2 separate regions of the Anser cygnoides genome follow, and region 1 is linked to region 2. The links are chromatin contacts, called in public Hi-C maps. All regions are on one chromosome and are shown on one strand. The core of a region is the stretch at or near the end of the contact, and the rest is flanking DNA. Distances in the headings are between cores, read along the strand shown. Region 1 overlaps PLS3 (plastin 3). Region 2 holds the start of IL13RA2 (interleukin 13 receptor subunit alpha 2).

What was found. A called contact is a pair of places that touch in the nucleus more often than the background predicts.
Region 1: a Hi-C map of liver shows a contact between it and region 2, with 5 times the contacts expected there. The contact joins the enhancer-like site here to the promoter of IL13RA2 in region 2. A contact is called at or near these places in 2 of 7 Hi-C or Micro-C datasets (both in liver).

The regions. Positions count from the first base shown.
Region 1 is chr13:12,700,965-12,704,465 of Taihu_goose_T2T_genome, forward strand. The region is part of intron 2 of PLS3 (plastin 3); the gene reads left to right. Among named protein-coding and RNA genes, the nearest start is that of PLS3, 12 kb to the left of the region's middle. Within about 2 kb of position 1,792, at least 2 of the 3 cell types and tissues checked have open chromatin away from gene starts, as enhancers often do. A contact at or near this core is called in liver, where this site is marked.
Region 2 is chr13:12,570,882-12,574,384 of Taihu_goose_T2T_genome, forward strand. IL13RA2 (interleukin 13 receptor subunit alpha 2) reads right to left here and starts at 1,943. Exons shown (of 11, transcript XM_067005378.1): 1 at 1,719-1,943; 2 at 1,389-1,448.

The DNA of each region.
Region 1 (3,501 bases), core at 542-3,041, 130 kb after region 2:
CTGCCATTGCAATCTTATGTTCCTTCCTGATAATCAGCCAGGAAGGGTCTGTGGAGCGTTGTTTGGGTTTGGAGCAGGGCTGTGGTTTTGAGATTCCAGGATGCTGAGTCTCGTCCCAGGGACAGGCTTGGATGCTGTCCTGCCTCAGAGCCTCTGTAGCAGGACCCTAATGAGCAGGCTGATACTCAAGTCTGTTGCTGTTTTTGTTGAGTTAAAACAGTGTTTGCTTTTTGCTTTGGGTGGCTGCAGTGGAATATACATAGTATATATTCCACTATAAATCCTGTAGTTAAATATTTCCTTGACCCAACATAGAACAAGGTGCTTGTCTCCAGCTGGTCACAGGAACGAGGGAAGTGAGTTCAAAAGCCATATTGCAATTAAGCTCTTTCTTCTTGAATTCTGCATAAAAAGTTTTGCCTCCAAAAACAGATTGAGGACTTTACACACACACCTTACCCATTTCCTAAAATAGTTATCCTGTTACAATTGGAATTGTGCAGACAGGCAAGGGAGGAGGTTTGCCCTGTCTTTAAGATTTTTTTTCTGTGATAGCAACGCTTTGAAGGAGGTCAGTAGAGAACAAATGGAAATACAGCTACAAATGTATTCCAGTCTTCGTGTGCTACTAGAAGTAATGACCAAGCTTGAGTCTTTGTTTAGGTAAAACTCACCTTTCCACAGAGGAGAAAGGGGAAACTGGGCCTTCTGAAAACTGCAAGTATTTTGTGTAAGTGTCCCAAATGTCTGTCTGACCTAAACTTTAGCCTGTTCCTTTCTGCTCTGTTTGGCCAAGACTGGGACTAAGCTTTCTTCGGGGACATGGACGGGAGGTTCCAGTGCAATCCTGCCTCTGCCCTGCTGCTGCCTACCCCTTTGTAACATTCTCGTGGAGCTAATTTCCAGCTGGTCTCTTGCCACTGTTTAATATAAACCAAATGCTCTAGCAAAGGCAGCGTAGTCAGACTACTTGCTGAAAAACTGAAAAACTTACATTGCCTCTGCCCGGCTAAGAAGCTCTTGGGAGTTATGTAGCTTTCCGGGGTGGGTGGTTACAGCAGCACCCAGCCTACTTTGCCCCTGTTTAGAGCCGTCGCTAGTGGCACAGCATTTTTTGCCTCCCTCCCCCAAGGGATATATAACCTTCTTATGGATTATATAGGATAGTTTTAGTCTCTTTGCTCCCTGCCTTCTGAAAGTCTATATTAAAAGTTCTTGGAAAGCCATGAAATGGAGTGAGATTCAACCCTGTACTAATGGCCTTGAAACCCCCTGTTATGTAAGAGTCTTTATGACTGGCACTGGTCAATAATTCATGATAGCGATTAAGGCTTTGTGCGTTGGGTTGAAAACAACTTGGCACTTAGCTGTGCGTTGCTGTTTCACGTGTCGGTCGCTTTCGCAGATAATATTCTGGATTAGCATTTGGATCTCTTTGGTCTAATCTGCTGTACCTTGTGGTGTTACTGCTCACACGTCCTGCCTGAGCTGCACAGTTGCTTCGTGCCTTCTGTCAAATAGCACGCCTTGCTTAGACTTGGCTTTGTGGGAGATCTGTAGATTTTTTTAACTTGGAAAGATGAGGGTTTTTTCCACTGTAATTCATAAAATATTAAACTCAGCAGCAGCGGTAGTAGTAGACTTCAGAGTGTAAGAAACCTGCGGTCAAAGCAAAGAACAGCTTCACAGGACAGAGGTCAGCCTGCTACCAGTAGCTTTTTTTTTGTGGGCTGGAAAACATGAGGCAGCTTACTAATTAACAGCATAACGAGCTGTATGGTGAAGATAGCAGTCTAGGGACCTGAAGGCTATGAGTGACAACTTGCACTGTATGTGTGAGTGGCAATCTAGCACACTCAACTTTCTACACGTCTGAACAGAGTGCAATGGCTGTAGGAGCTGCTGGAGTTGGCCTGTCCAGCAGATCCATCCTACAGAAAATTTTCTGTGAGGTCTGAGATAAAAGGAACAGTTCTAGGGGAAGCCAACAAATCTAGCCTCAAGCTAAATACCAGGAAAAGCTTCAAGGTCCCTTGAGATGAGGTTCTGGACTTGTCCAGCGCAGCTGAATTCATAGGCCCACTTGCACAACAGAATGAGCCATGTGCCAAAATCTTCAAGTCTCATGGCTCTTGGCTACCTCCAGCACCTGGCAGGATGCCTGGGTGAGATACCAGTGTCTCCTTAAAGGTCCTGGTGGGCTGGGCTGGGCGTGTGACTGCTTCCCAGACTGATCTGTGACTGCACCACCACTGCCCTGACTCCCCAGTGGTGAAACCTTTTTAATGGTGGTAGGTGACCCGCAGATGAGTTGTGTGGGACTGAAGAGCCACCCGGTGGCTGTCTCCCACAGCCCCACTGCTAGCCAGGATCGTTCTGCAGCAGGCTGGTCTGGACAGTGGTCAACAGCTGACCAAAATTCTGCTTACTGGTCCGAGCAGGCTGTGACCAAAGTGGTGTAACCTCATCTCACGTATAGGTGGAAGATGTTACGCAGTTCCTGACCTCTGGTTCTGCGTAATTGCCAGGCTTGCTACAGTCCACAGATTTATTTTGAGAGCCACATCCTTTTTGCTGTTGTAATCTTATTTTGAAGATTATACCAATTTACTTTCTGCTTAGTAGCCTAATGAGCTGTTTCTGTAGACAAGCTGCTGGTTCTGCTTGGCATTAGAGATGGCTCGTTTGCTGTAGGCTTCTCAAATCAAAATGAGTGTTAGATAAGTGGGTACTCTCTTTGGAAAAGCCTGGTCTGAGTAGCTGGAAAGTTTACAGAGACGCTGCTGCCACTCAGACTGTGCAATGTTCATTACTGATGGGAGGTAGCAAGGCTTATGTCAGACTTGCGTTAACTTCTTGTGAACAAATCTGTACTCCTGCAGTTTATATTGTGGTTCCATCTGCAGAAAAAAAACTTTTCCTTTGTATTTTTTAAAAGTTCCTTTTTTTCTGCATGTCGGAAGACCCCAGTATAAAGAGCTACACTTCTATTACATTGCAGATTTTGCGAAGTGACTCGGATTGTATCCTCATGGAATAAACTTCATGTGGACACTTCGTATGTCTCAATTGTAAATGTGACTAAATTGGGCGTTGTCAGAAAAGGGATCAGAACAGCTCTTCTGTTTAGAAACCCTCTGTTTGGGCAGTTGTGTGTGTTCTGTAACAGTGTGATTCCAGTGTAAAACATTGTTTTTTTGAATAGTGACTTACTGTGGATATTCTTCAGGACCCTCTTTAGGTGAGCAGAGGAATGTCTGAGCCACATAAAGGATGGGCAGCCCTGGCATTTCAACTGAGAGATGTTTGTGCCTGCAGGACCCTCCTGGCAGACCACTTGCCTCCGTGTCCTTTTCCTTTCTGCAGCGGCTTGGTCCATGGTGTGGCTGAGCTGGGGCACAGTGCGGGGCTGGTCCCTCTCTGCTCGTCCCGTCCCTCCATGTGCTGACCCCACAGCGAGCTGGGACTGAGGAGGGGGTGGGCATGGTGGCCAGTGGATGG
Region 2 (3,503 bases), core at 693-3,192:
TTTTTAAATTTGAATTTTCCTTCACAAGCCTCTGAGCCCTCGGGACAAGCAAAGTAAGTTTCCCTTTCCTTCTTTAAACTCTATCCAACGTCTTGTACTGGAAAGTTTAGCAGAGACGTTGGCAGAGGTCCTTCTGGTGTGATCACTGTGCAGTGGGAGCAGTAAGTGTAGAAGATGGATATTCTGTACAGCTTACAGCCCTAACTTTGGTGCCAGGGGATCTGGCAATTTCCACTCGCTTCATTTTTGCCTCCCCATGAGTGGGATCTGGCAACCGGGGTCAGCAGGATGAGCTGACATTGCATGAAGTCTCTGTGCCTGGCAGGCCAGCTGGCAAACACTGGAGAAAGGGCAAAGTCTCTAGATCATTATCATGGACCAGCCTTTGATCTCTGAGCTGCAATCCTGGATATGAAACAGTATTTACCCTTGAGGGAGATGGTTTTCCTACAGCACAGGGTGCCTTTGGAGTGGCCAGCAGTGCCGGGCCGTTCTCCTGTGCCTTGCATGTCCCATACAGTGGCTCAGGATGACCAATGCAAACAGCCCCAGCCCCAGCCTCTGTGTCTCTTACATAAAGATCTCACAGGTGTTGAAAGGTGCGTTGCTGGATGCTTTTATCAATGGTACAATGTTTGGTCCAATGACGAACAAACCAAAATGAAGTTCTTTAAGTTAAAAAATAAAATCAAATCAAAAAATGCTGAATTGATTTTTCCTCTGCAGATGCAAATAATTTGAATTTCACCTCCCTTCCCCCCACTGAAAGAGCAAGCAGTAAAACAGAGAAACTGCTTGGCCAGGAACGCTTAGACTGCAGCAATATCTGCTCACATTTTTATTAATGAGTCCATGCTGATTTAAGACAAGCCTAGATACTGTTTGTTATATTAAAAACTATTTAAATATTTCCATAAAAGGAAAAATATGGGATTTATACATTTACATTTATGTTAGGAGTGACCACACACAGAAAGGATTTCAAAACAGCTAGAATGTGGCTTGCAGTGTATGGAACAGGTATCAATTGTAGCAACAGTAGAGTAAATACAAAAAAAAAAAAAAAGTGTAATTATGTCTGTCTGTAAACCTGCAATTCAATCATCACCTTCAACTCTCTGAGCAGCCAAAGTTATTTCAAGAACACAAACATCATTACCATTAAAAAAGAAAGAAGTACTGGAAAGCTCTTTCAAATTCATATAGAAATGCTAGTAAGCACAAATCAATATTCTGTATTACACCTGCAAAGGTATGCCGAGTTTCAAAAATACACAACAGAATATAATTACAACATAAAGCAGACAAATTCTCCCACTCCCATTTGTCTAAATGCAGCAGAGAATGAGCTGCTGGGATTTAATGCTGATCACATAGTTACAGCTTACCGTAACAGTTCTGGACTTTCCTTTGAGCCAGGTAATGCGCAAGATGAAAATATTCACTAGCTGTAAAAAAAAAAAAAAACAACAACAAAAAAACCTGGAACAGCAAAATTGAATAAAAAGTCCTGCATATATTCCTGTTTCTAGAGAACAAGTTTCAAGCAGCTGCATCTGAACAGCCAGCCTGGAACAGTTTAGTGTATAGGATACACATGAAGAAATAGGGAAGACGACAACTGCTCACTGCTCACGGCAGACGTCTGGCTCAATATCCCCTCCCAGATAGCAGAGTAAGCACATTGTGCACGTGGGATATAGTAAACAGTCCCACACCAGCATTTGAGGGATTTTCCTGTCACCAGATGTATTTTGATCAGAGAACCCTGATTTATGCAAACTGAAGTGTTTTGTGGAAATCCACTGGTTCCAGCTAACTTCTGGCGGACTCCTGCTTGGCTGCCAGCCAGCTTGCGGCGAGGCTGCTGGCAATGCAGTGATCCTGGGGTGGGGGCAGCATCACGGGCAAACGCCACAGGCACCCTCGTCCAAGGTCAGGGCTGGGGGCTCTCTGGGAAAAGCCTTGAAAACCCCAGCTAGTCTCAGAGGTTGCAGATCTCCCAGCTCCCGTAACCTGCAACGTGAGGACTGCTGGAGCTCCGCACTTCCTGAACTAGGACTCATCATCCCAGGAATGGGTGGGCAAGTCTCCACAGGCAGATGACAGCTGATCCACTTCATTTGTGGGAACAAGAAAGAAAGGAAAAAAAAAAAGGCATGAAATTAAAACGTTTTAACTTTTTATTCAATGGGAAATTTTGTATTTTGCTTCCCCTGGGGCCTTTCAAATTGTGTGAGGCTCCTCCTCACCAAAGAATAACTTCTCTCTGTTGCTATTTCCCATAAACTGTGTTTTGACTGAGGTCCTGATCCGATGGCTGCTGCTCTCGTAAATGCAACAGAGGAAAAAAACCTGCCCCAAGCAGTTACAGGCAAAAGTGACACTGGTGGGATGGAGCCGATGCACTATCTGAGAAGTCGGACTTCATATCCTGGGAGAAGATGCTGGCAGTTCAGCTATAAATTACAGCTTTAAATGAGGAAATGCTAGTAGGAGAGCTCCCCACTGAGCTACAGGTACACCTGGTTGGTCTTCCCGAGCATGCACTGGCACTTTCCAGTTATTGGACAGTGAAATCAGGAAGAGTTAAATTTCAACAGTATTATTTGATTTGGGGATGTTCTTACACAGGTTGGTTCAGCAACAGGGCATTTGAGTTGGGGAAAAGAGCAAATCAGCCTCTTGTGGAAGTTTTGAAATCCCTGTACGTGCCCAGGGGCATGCATGCATTAGATAACCCTGAAGAGAAAAGGAGAGGAGCAGTAACTGTCTCCTTCCACCTGGTTAATGAGAGAGACTGATTCTGGCCAGAGGTGACCATGGAATGTGGGAGACAAAAGTTTTTGCCAGATCATTTAGCAATGATTTACTACTTACAAATTTTACAACTGACAAATTAATACTGACAAAGAAGTGGATCTGTGTGACTGGACCTGAGGGTAACACTACTTGAAGATCTACAAAAGCACAGTGGCTTTACAAAGCCACAGCTGCAGCTGGTCCCTTCCCACACGAGTGTCCTCATGATCCTTTCCAGTTGCAGCTTTGCTAGGTTTGCCCTTTGGAGAAGCTCACAGAACAGCATTTGCACTGACCACAGCCTTTTTGCTTGGGGTAAAAAGGTAAGATAGTACATCATTTTTGATTAAAAATCAACACTGTTCAATTTGTCATGGATAAAGGCATGCTATGCTGCCAGAGCCAAAATCTGATGTCATGGAGCATGCACGGCTAGCAGTCCAGTGCAAAGATGAATTGAGACACTACTGAAGAGCTATAAACAGTGATTTATTGGCTCAGTCCTCACAGAGACATTACTGCAAAAGCCTAAAAGCAAAAGAAATGCCTGGTTTTCCACTCAGCATCTGCTGAGCAAGCAGAGCTCCTCACCCAACAAGCTACCTCCTCCAAGGATTTCTGTAACTGAAAGTCAAGGGTGCCCCAGCATCCACATTTACTTGAGTAGGAGTCCAGTCCCTGCACTGGCTGGATGCAGATTT